2 separate regions of the Mus musculus genome follow, and region 2 is linked to region 1. A link is a contact called in public Hi-C data. All regions are on one chromosome and are shown on one strand. Each heading gives the region's core, a stretch centred on a gene start, on an enhancer-like site or on the middle of the called end of the contact. The rest is flanking DNA. Distances are from core to core; before and after follow the strand shown.

The links. A called contact is a pair of places that touch in the nucleus more often than the background predicts.
Region 2: a Hi-C map of the N1E-115 cell line shows a contact between it and region 1, with 2.9 times the contacts expected there. The contact joins the promoter of Islr here to the enhancer-like site in region 1. A contact is called at or near these places in 18 of 39 promoter capture datasets (the 3T3-L1 cell line, the HPC-7 cell line, HPC-7-derived erythroid cells and 11 more), 2 of 15 datasets of contacts at CTCF or cohesin (large pre-B cells and stem cell-derived epiblast-like cells), 43 of 484 Hi-C or Micro-C datasets (the AML12 cell line, CD4 T cells, CD8 T cells and 21 more), 13 of 115 datasets of contacts at active chromatin or transcription factors (CD4 single positive thymocytes, VIP interneurons, bone marrow-derived dendritic cells and 9 more) and 4 of 9 other capture datasets (adipose tissue, embryonic stem cells, liver and 1 more).

Annotation. Positions count from the first base shown.
Region 1 is chr9:58,058,374-58,063,503 of GRCm38.p6, reverse strand. It overlaps Ccdc33 (coiled-coil domain containing 33), which reads left to right. Exons shown (of 20, transcript NM_001166282.1): 11 at 5,108-5,130. Among named protein-coding and RNA genes, the nearest start is that of Gm16130, 29 kb to the right of the region's middle. Within about 2 kb of position 2,958, at least 11 of the 459 cell types and tissues checked have an H3K27ac peak or open chromatin away from gene starts, as enhancers often do. A contact at or near this core is called in the N1E-115 cell line and VIP interneurons, where this site is marked.
Region 2 is chr9:58,156,031-58,161,160 of GRCm38.p6, reverse strand. Islr (immunoglobulin superfamily containing leucine-rich repeat) reads left to right here and starts at 2,607. Exons shown (of 2, transcript NM_001195431.1): 1 at 2,607-2,734; 2 at 2,931-4,897. The coding sequence starts at 2,939. The coding sequence ends at 4,225.

The DNA of each region.
Region 1 (5,130 bases), core at 1,709-4,208:
CACACACACACACCAGGTCCTCTCCTCCACGAAAACAGTTAAAGGAGACTTTAGAGGACCCAAAGGCACTGAGAATCCATGATGAGCCCACGGCCACTCCACAGACACGCGGGAATCAACCTTTGGTGTCCTGCTTCTCCCTTCTGATCTCAGTGTTTTCTCTTTGAAGAAAGGGATGTGTTGTCTCCCCCCAGCCCCCGCCCCAGCCCCAAGAGGCTTTGCTTCTCCAAGCAAGGCAGCATGCCTTCTTTTAATAACCCCGCCACATCTAGGGTGTCCTCCAGCTTGTAGGCAGCCTCTTTGAAGTGCAGCCCAAGATGCATTCTCCCTCAACTGACCCTGCTGTGCACATATGAGGTGTTCATTGGGCTTGTTTTTGCCTCTGCCATGAAATGCACCCTATAAGTGAGGCAGGGCAGGACCACACAAGCACCTGGGTCACAACGCTACTTCCTGGATCTTCTCTGAGCTTTCCTTTCCTCATCTGTAGAGGGAGTTGAAGTCTTATGAACTCAGGAAGGTAGCAGGTGCTGATGAGGGATCTGGGGCCTGTGCTGGGACTCAGAGCAGGGTCCTGCAAGCACCCAGGAAGGGAGCTCTCGGCATATTTGCCAGAGCTGCTGACAAGCATACTGAGTTCAGGGATGGGGGCAGGGCCTTGAGATAAGGGAATACCAGAACCCCAGTAATCTATCACTCAGCACCTGCCCCTCATGACAGCTGCTCCACCAGCTCTCAGCTCATGCAGACATCAAAACGCCTTGTCAAGGGATGAAGATAAACATCACCAGCACTGCATTTATTTTCACAGCAATTTCTGCCTTACATGTGTGTGTGCATGCGTGTGTGTGTGTGTGTGTGTGTGTGTGTGTGTGTGTTCCATAGCATGTGTGTGAAGGTTGGAGGACAACTTGCAGGAGTCATCTCTTCCCTTTCTCTCCATCCATTATGTGGGTCCTAAGGATCAAACTCGGGTTGTCAGACTTGGTGTTAAGAATCCTTACCTATTGAGCAGTTTCTCTCTTAGCCCTCACAGAAAAGTCCCTGAGAATGAAGAAATGAGAACGGTGATTATCTATGCCTCCAGAGGTCAAATTTGCTAAATTTTCTCATATACCCTGACTAGAGCTGGGGCTATGGAAAAAAAAATAGGTACACAAAGACCTGCTTCTGGGTCTTACACCAAGATCAAGGCTGCTTCCAGGCGCAGGTGATTCAGGAGGCCTGGTGCAGGCTCATCTCTAATTTATCACCAGCCCCAGGGCCATTGTTGCCTTGAGAATGTGAGCCTGCAATGCCCTTCAAGAAATAGTGTCCTAAGTCGGATGCCGGGAAGGCTGAGGAGCCTGGAGGTTTGGAGCCTCCTCTGTGCGGCTCTTCTTACAAACCGAATGCATAATTTGTTGGTTGAAGACATGAGAAGAAAGAAAAAATAGAGTAGAAGCTCCTGGGGAAAAACCAAACAAAACAAAACACTTCTAAGAAAGTGAGAGCTGACCTAGGGATTCTCCCAAATCAAGATCAGATAACTCTAGCCTAGTCCTCCAGCCAAGCAAAATGGATCCCTAGTCCAGCCAAGATCATGCATATATGACTTCCTTAGCTGCTTATTTGGGCCCTGACCTGTACCTAGCAATAAAGCACTCTAACAGCAACTCACCTGTGCTACTGAGCATCCAGCGTGAGATGCTACTTTGAGCATACAAAGGCAGGGGATGTGTCACCCAGAGGCGTGGTTTTAGTTATGCTTCAAAACTTTAGTGGCTTGGAAATTGGGAAAGTGGAGGTTTATTCAGGGCCAGCATGACCAATGACGTGAAGGTATAAGTGCCCACAGCCTGAGGGGCGTATGGATACTGTAGTGAGCACTGACCCTGGACTTGTATGTGGGACCCACATTCTGGAAGAGCCACCCAGATGCTCAAACCTGTCACAGCTGCAACTCTCAGGATGCCACAAATGAGGCTGGCTGCATGCAAGGGAGGCAAGCCCTCTTGAAGAGGCCTGCTGTCTGAGCCTGGCCTACATCTGAAGAGATAAGAACCTACAACTGCAGCCACAGGAAATGACAAAGCAGTGGCTGATCGGGGAGCCACTGCACAGGGCTCATTATGGTGCTTGCCAGCGGGCGAGCCACCCTTATCAGGGAGAAAATTGTATCAGGCCTCCTGAATTACTAGCGATTGGAAGCAGATTTCTTGGGACGCACTTTGTTAGATACCTAATGAGCGGGATACAGGAGAGCAGAGCCCTAAGCCTGGCCGGGCGGGGGACAAATGTCTTTGTTAAACAGAATTTGTCAGTTTCCGCTCCAGGCTCCCTGGGGAGGGTTCAGGGACAGCTAATTGAATTAAGAGCCCGTGTTCCCCACCAAGAAAGCTCAAGGCGGGGATGAGAGGTGGGCTGGCCGGAAGGCGGGCGCTTTCAGCACCGCGGACAGCAGCTGCAGCCGGGTTGCTTTGTAATTGCCAATGCAAGCAGGAGATGTTGCATTTTGCATGTCCAGGGATCTAGGGGATGAAGTAGGGAGGAGGGCAGCAGAGGTGTCGAGAGTAGGGAGGGTAGACAGATGACCTAAGATGTTGCCAGCCTGGAATGCCATTGGCCCAGCCTGTCTCAACAGACCCCACTTTGCTGCTGGACATCTCCCACCGTGTTTCTCACGTGGTGTGCAGCTGCTGGCACAGCACAGGGGCTGGGTTGGGTGCTGAGTTGAGCTGGTGCGTGGCTGTGCATCTCTTTGAGCTTTCAAAGTCAGTCCCCAATTACAGCCCTAATGAAGCAGGATCTGGTGCCACCACGGAGCTACAGACTGAGGGGCCACTTGTCAGCCCCACACTGCCCCAGCAGGCCTGCCAAATAGAAAAGCAAATAAACAAGCCTGTAGGGTGAGCAGACAGAAAGGAACCCAGCAAGCAGAGCCAGGCAAGGCCTGAATAGACAGTTCATCTGCATGGTTTTGCTCTCTCTTGCCCTCCAGCAGCCCGCCCCCTCCTCCTCTGTCCGCCTTCCCTCATCCTCAGTATACTCCCCTGCCTAGCAGGGGAGACTGGTGGGATGAATTCACTGTTCTGGACTGAGTGTCCCATCTTTAATTTATCTTTTTATGAAATTAAAAGAATTTACACATAGTATCAGAATCTGTCTAAAAATATCTGCTGAGTGTGTAACTCTGACCCAAAACCATGAGTTCCACATCACTGAGTTGGCCTAGCTGCTCTTGAGACCATCCAGGATGGACAGCAGGGAGACAGGCTGTGGGGGAGGTGACTCCCTCAGCAATTGTCCTTGCTCTCTGTAATGACTGGAGCACCTCTGGAGACCTCTTTTGATTTCATTACTCCTACTTCCTCCTCTAACTGGATTAGATGGCAGTCTATGAAATCCAGGGCATTGAGATTGGCTTTCTGCCTGGAAATGAGGAGAAATGTCATTACAGGTCCTGAATCAGCATCTTACCCAAGCTCTGCCCACCTGGTCACTAGGGAGGTGGTCTTTGCCCCGGGTAGTTATTCCTTATTTTCCTACCCCCACCCCCAGCCCAGCACACACCTATCATTTCATCCAATAAGCATGTCATAGCTACCCCTTTCCAGTCTGATGTTCAGCATTTTTAAGATTCATTTTATACTTTATGTATATGAGTATTTTACCTGCATATACTCTTGCCATGTATGCCTAGTGTCCATAGATATTTAAAGAGGGCAACAGGTCCCTGAAATGGAATTACAGGTGGCTGTGGGCCCCCATGTAGGCACTGGGAATTGGGACTAGAACCCAGACCCTTTGGAAGAGCAGCCAGTGCTCCTAACCTCTGGATCAAGGGTTCAGAATCTCTAAGTAGGAGACAGATGTGTACTTTTCCTTATCCAAACATTCACTCAGAAAACCCCAAACTGTGTGACCAGGATGCTGCAACTGGGCACTTCTGGGATATTGAAGACTGTGTCATTTGGGACATCTAAGTGAATCCTGCTCCCCTTTGAAACAGGATCAGTGAGGCAAAAAGCACAGCTAGTGTTCACAGATTTAAAATTATACACCATCCGACCAATGGTGTGCTGAAGTCAGCCTTGGGTCACTAATGCATCCCTCTTCCATTCCAAGAGCGTTTTGGTTTGGTTTGGTTTGGTTTGGTTTTTGTTTTTGTTCGGGTGTTTGTTTGTTTGTTTGTTTGGGTTTTTTGTTTTGTTTTTTTGGGTTTTGTTTTGTTTTGTTTTTTGTTTTTTTGTTTTTTGTTTTTTGTTTTTTGTTTTTGAGACAGGGTTTCTCTGTGTAGCCCTGGCTGTCCTAGGAAACAAGCTTAGAACCACAGAACAATGTGGTAAAAAATATAGGTAGTAAAATATAGTAAGACATAGGACTAGAAGAACCCCAAAAACTCTTGACCAAGAGAAGGCAGAGGCCCGGGGATTCCCAAGAGGAGGAGGAGGAGGAGGAGGAGGAGGAGGAGGAGGAGGAGGAGGAGGAGGAGGAGGAGGAAGAGGGAAGTCAGGAAGAAGAAAGATTCACCAAAGTGCACAGAGAGACAGTGTAGGGATGATTAAACTGAGTGATAACAGAGGAGAGATAGGGGGTCAAAAGAATGGGATGTTTTAGAAGTCATCTTTATTGATGGTGTACTTACTGAGCACCTACAGTGAACAAGACACTAGGGATAGTAATAATGTCCCTCTTCCCATGAAAGTTAAATCTTGTGAATACTGGGAGAAGGCAGAGAGAATCAATAAGTAAACCTGTTTGAATTGCATTTCTATAGAATAAGTACTGTGAACACTGTAAAATGGTATGCTATGAGTAGTGGGCTTTCTTTGGAGTTGGGGGTAGCTTCTGTGTGAAGGGTAGGGCTGCTCCTAAAAGATTGCACATGATGATACGGAGACAGTTGTGTGGAGATCTCTGGGTGGAGAAAGCAGCAGAGGCAAAGGCTCTGAAGCAGGGAATCACTGGGTTTGGAGAAACTGCTGGGCGCTGCAGCTGGGACCCAGTGAGCAAGAGACAGGTGGCAGAGAACGTGCACAGAGGACAGTCATGGCATGGCTCAGGAAGCTTGAAGTATAGCAGGCACCATGGAAGGACAGGTTCAAAGTCTCTCTCCATTTTTTAGAGACCAGAAAACTTCTTGACACC
Region 2 (5,130 bases), core at 1,358-3,857, 98 kb before region 1:
CTCTACACAGCCCTGGCTGTCCTGGAACTCTGTAGACCAGGCTGATCTGGAGCTCCCAGAGGTCTGCCTGCCTCTGCCTCCCAAGTGCCAAGAATAAAGGTGTGCGCCACTTGGTTGGTATCATCTGTGCCAGAAGGAAACAGTCACAGCAGAAGGGGTAGGGACTGAGGCTGATCTGTCCTTGGGTGAACTTTAGAGAAGTAGGGGAGAGTGGGGACTTTGAGCTCCTTGGAGGGCCCTTCAGGTAGGGCTGATGGTATGGGCTTTGTGTAGTGAGTGAGTGTGTGTGTCTGTGTTCTGAGAAACCTAGTGAGGCCCTAGTCACAAGTGAGTTGCCCCTGACAAACCCTGGGGTCAGATCCCCCCTGCTTTGTTGAATCTGAATGTGTGTAAGCCTCCAGGCTCTGCTTATCCAAACTCTCCCACACAGTAAGCAAGGTAGAAGAAAAGGCTTCCTGGGGCAGGAGAGGCAAGAAGGGCACACCTAAAGGAATCTATAATAACTTCCCTAGCTTCAGACTTGGTGTCTGCAAGCAACACTCTGGGGTCTTCAACAGCTTCATGACAAGCAGGGGAGGTAAGGAACCGTGGTGGGGCTCCTCATACACTTCTCACCGATGACAATACCCACTTCCCCTTGGCTTCACCGAGAGGGCAAGCAGAGTCTATCAGGTTAGCAGACAAGAAGAGGAAGCATGGGCGAGGGCAAGGAGGGGGGAGACAGACAGGTATAGTCTGTGGAGGGCAGAGGGGTCCATGCTAGGAGGTGTCTTTCAGTTCTCCTCCAGCTCCTTTGACTTGAACCTTTTCCTCGATCCATTCCTACCCATGGTCCTTTATGCTTGAGAGAAAGGTCTCACATCCGCCCCACAGGATGTAGCTGCCCCTTTCACATAGTGTGGGATGGTAGATTCCAGAAGTAGCAACGCTCACCATACTGTCTAGCATGTTACAGGACTTCAACACCAAGGGGACTGAGCCACAGGGACTGTTCCTGAGATGAGGCCCCGAAGCCTTGCTCTGAGTGCTGGGTCCTGGACCGTGGAACCTCTTTGTCTGCAAGCCAGGGTGTTCAGAATCCCCAGCCAGTGACACCTCTGCCAAGGCTGATTTCTGCTCTCTGTCAGGCATGCTGTCATCTCTGTCATCTTGCCTGCACATACAGCCCACTCAGTGTGGGGCTGGGCTGCTGCCTTGGGAGCTCCCTGCCCAACAGCCTCAGACTTCAGGATATATTTACTTAAAAAAAAAAAAAAAAAAGCTTAACACTTTGGCTTCTCGACCAGGGGTTAGAGCTTGGTGGCTATTCCCTACACTTTGGTCCTTACAGTTTTCCAACAAGAAGCCCCAGCACACACACACACACACACAGAGAGAGAGAGAGAGAGAGACAGACAGACAGACAGACAGACAGACAGACAGACAGACATTAAGAGAGACACACAGGAATACATACTCACGAAAAGACTAATTCATGTCCAAATACAAACCACCATCACACAGTCCCACACAGACACACACATCTCCTACTGCATATCTCTAATATACAGACTTATCCACACACAGTGACATCCATCCACTCCCCACTACCACCAAGCCCACAGTGCACACACAACAGCACACACAAACACCAACACAGCCAGGCAGGAAGAAGGGGCTGCTTTTTTTTTTTTTTCTTGTTGGAAGCGAGGTTAGAAATTTCCCACTTTCCATGAAATCCAGTTTCTCACCCTTCCCCTATTTAAAAAAAAAGCCAAAAAAACAAAAACAACCCAACTTTCTGGCCTCATCTTTTCTTGGGTCCTACACAGATAGTGCTGTGACTTTAAGAAGTTGGAACTTCAGAGATGAGGGAGAGAGAGAGAGAGAGAGAGAGAGGGAGAGAGAGAGAGAGAGAGAGAACACATGAACAACCCCAAATTTGGCCTCTTTCCCTGTCCAGTTTCTAGTGTCAGCTATGAAGCAGAGTCCCTGTTGCTGAAACTCAGTTTCATTTTGTTGAAAGGAGTCTAGCAGCACAGAGCCTTCCCCCGCAGCCCTGCTTAGAGCTGTCCCGTGCACCCTGAGCCGGGTGTGCAAACCAGCCAGACCCCTCCTCCAGCAGTCCTGGTCCTGTGGACTTGCGAGCAATCCAGTCCTTAGATGCTTTGGTTCCATCTTAAAAGCTGTTAAGCTTGACTTCAGAAGAACAGTTTGGAGGTAAGTCAGGAAAGAAGGGGCCCCCGTGGCTGGGAGCGAGGAAGCTAGGGGTGTGTTTTTAGCACATCCCTCTGGGTTTGAGGGACTTGGAACAGGCTCCTGCTCAGAGCATCTGCTTGGACAATCTCAACCCCAGAATTTCCAGCTGCATTTGAGCTGAGCCTCTGGCCCCCCTGCCTTAGCTGAGAGGTCCTAGCTGGTTTATTTAGGCAGCTGCCTGGGATAGTTTGAACAGAACAGGCCACAGAGTGGGAGGGGTGGAGGGTGTGTGTGTGCATTGCACAAGGGGCCTTGTCTGGACCAGGGAAGCAAAACATACCTATGGGGGGCTCTAGTGGGAGGAGCTGTAGCCAGGATGTGGGAGGGCAGAAGGGAGGTTCTGTGCAGTGCGGGGGGAAGGGGGTGGCTGGAAAACAGATTTCAAGTCATAAAGTCAGCTAGGAACAGGCCAAGGCAGAAAGAGCTGTGTGCAAAGGAGAAGCTGGGGTCCACTTCCATCTTGTCTTCATCCTGACTGACTGCACACACGACCTTGGCAAGTCCCAGCCCTCCTCTGGGCCTCGGTTTCTTCTCCTGTTGGGGTGAGGGTGGTGGGTTAGGTGGTATTGGATTCTGGCTGGGTTATGTGGAACAGGGCCTTCTAACGGGGAGAGTTTGGGCAGGGATCTGAGGAGGGACAACTCCTTTCTATGAATCCTAGGCTCACCCGGGTGGCATGCCCTTCCCCGTAGGACGTACCATGCGGGCACTGTGCCTGCTTTGTTGGGCTGTTCTCCTGAACCTGGTGCGAGCTTGTCCAGAGCCCTGTGACTGTGGGGAGAAGTATGGCTTCCAGATTGCAGACTGTGCCTATCGTGACCTAGAGGGTGTGCCACCGGGCTTCCCGGCCAATGTGACCACACTGAGCCTGTCAGCCAACAGGCTGCCAGGCCTGCCGGAGGGAGCCTTCAGGGAAGTGCCCCTATTGCAGTCGCTGTGGCTGGCACACAATGAGATCCGCTCGGTGGCTATTGGTGCTCTGGCCCCTCTGAGCCATCTCAAGAGTCTGGACCTCAGCCACAACCTCCTCTCTGAGTTTGCCTGGAGCGACCTGCACAACCTCAGCGCTCTGCAGCTGCTCAAGATGGACAGCAACGAGTTAGCCTTCATCCCTCGGGACGCCTTTAGCAGCCTCAGCGCCCTGCGTTCCCTGCAGCTCAACCACAACCGCCTGCACGCGTTGGCCGAGGGCACCTTCGCACCGCTCACCGCGCTGTCCCACTTGCAGATCAATGACAACCCTTTCGACTGCACCTGTGGCATCGTGTGGTTCAAGACATGGGCCCTGGCCTCAGCGGTGTCTATTCCAGAACAGGACAACATTGCCTGTACTACACCCCACGTCCTGAAGGGTATCCCACTAGGCCGCCTGCCACCCCTGCCCTGCTCAGCTCCCTCAGTGCAACTAAGCTACCAGCCCAGCCAAGATGGAGCAGAGCTACGGCCTGGCTTCGTGCTGGCACTCCACTGTGACGTGGATGGACAGCCAGTCCCCCAGCTCCATTGGCACATTCACACCCCGGGCGGCACGGTGGAGATCGCCAGTCCTAATGTAGGCACTGATGGACGTGCCCTGCCTGGTGCCCTTGCAACCAGTGGGCAGCCACGCTTCCAGGCCTTTGCCAATGGCAGCCTGCTTATCCCTGACTTTGGCAAGCTGGAGGAGGGCACCTATAGCTGCCTGGCCACCAATGAGCTAGGCAGTGCCGAAAGCTCTGTAAATGTGGCATTGGCCACCCCAGGTGAGGGGGGAGAGGATGCTGTGGGGCACAAGTTCCATGGCAAAGCAGTGGAGGGCAAGGGCTGCTATACGGTTGACAACGAGGTACAGCCATCCGGACCGGAAGACAACGTGGTTATCATTTACCTCAGCCGTGCTGGGCCCCCAGAAGCTGCAATAGCAGCAGACGGGAGGCCTGCGCAGCAGTTCTCTGGCATACTTCTGCTAGGCCAAAGCCTGCTTGTTCTCTCCTTTTTCTACTTCTAACTACACCCTGCCCTGGTTGGCTAGAGCAGCTCCAGGGCCTTCCTAACTCCCCCTGATCACGTTCCTGCCAATGTTCCGTCTTAACACCACGAGGTCTGGAATTGGTGAGGCCTGAGGTTAGCCTGGGGACTTCACATTTTCCTATCACCTTTTCTAAGCTCATCCAGGCCGCTCATTACTCCAATTTGCAGATCTGCTCAGAACTAGCAGCTAGGATAGAACTATATCCCAAAACTCATCATCTCTAGTGCTAGTTGCTGCTAACAGCATTGCCTGTGCTCCTAGCAGGGGCAGCCTGCTAACAGGGCAACAACAATGTCTTAACCTGACCTACTTTGAGAGTTCTAGCCATGGAGGTAAAGAGCTTGTGGAGGCCATCCAGGTGGGCACTGGGGCTGGGCTAGAAGGGGGTCTGGAGTGGCCAGTACAGGATCTGGAAAGGAGGTACCACGGGCCATGGCTGGGCAGGCTAAAAGCTTTCCTGTTTTTAGATGCTCTCTGATGAGATATGGAAATCATCCCTCACTGGGCCTTTCTCTCCTCTCACCCCAAGCCCCACAGCATGTGCCTGCCTCTTGAGACACTTACTCCCCCTCCTCCTCTGAAGAGGCTAGCCAGTCTGGGTAGCAGAAAAATAAATAAATAAATAAATAAATAAATAAACAAACAGCATTTCTGATGCTCTGCTTTCATCTGCTTAGAATTCTGTTGGGATCAAAGACTCTTTATCAGAGGGTGGGATGGCCATATGTGAGAGTTGTGCCAACACAGGACAAGAACCAGAGGACATATGTGGCATGGAAGGGGAGCCCAGACTCATTACTAAGCCTTAACATGTACCAAGCTGCAGATTTACTGTCTTCAAACTAGCCCATGGGATGAGGGAGACAGAAACTTAACCATTG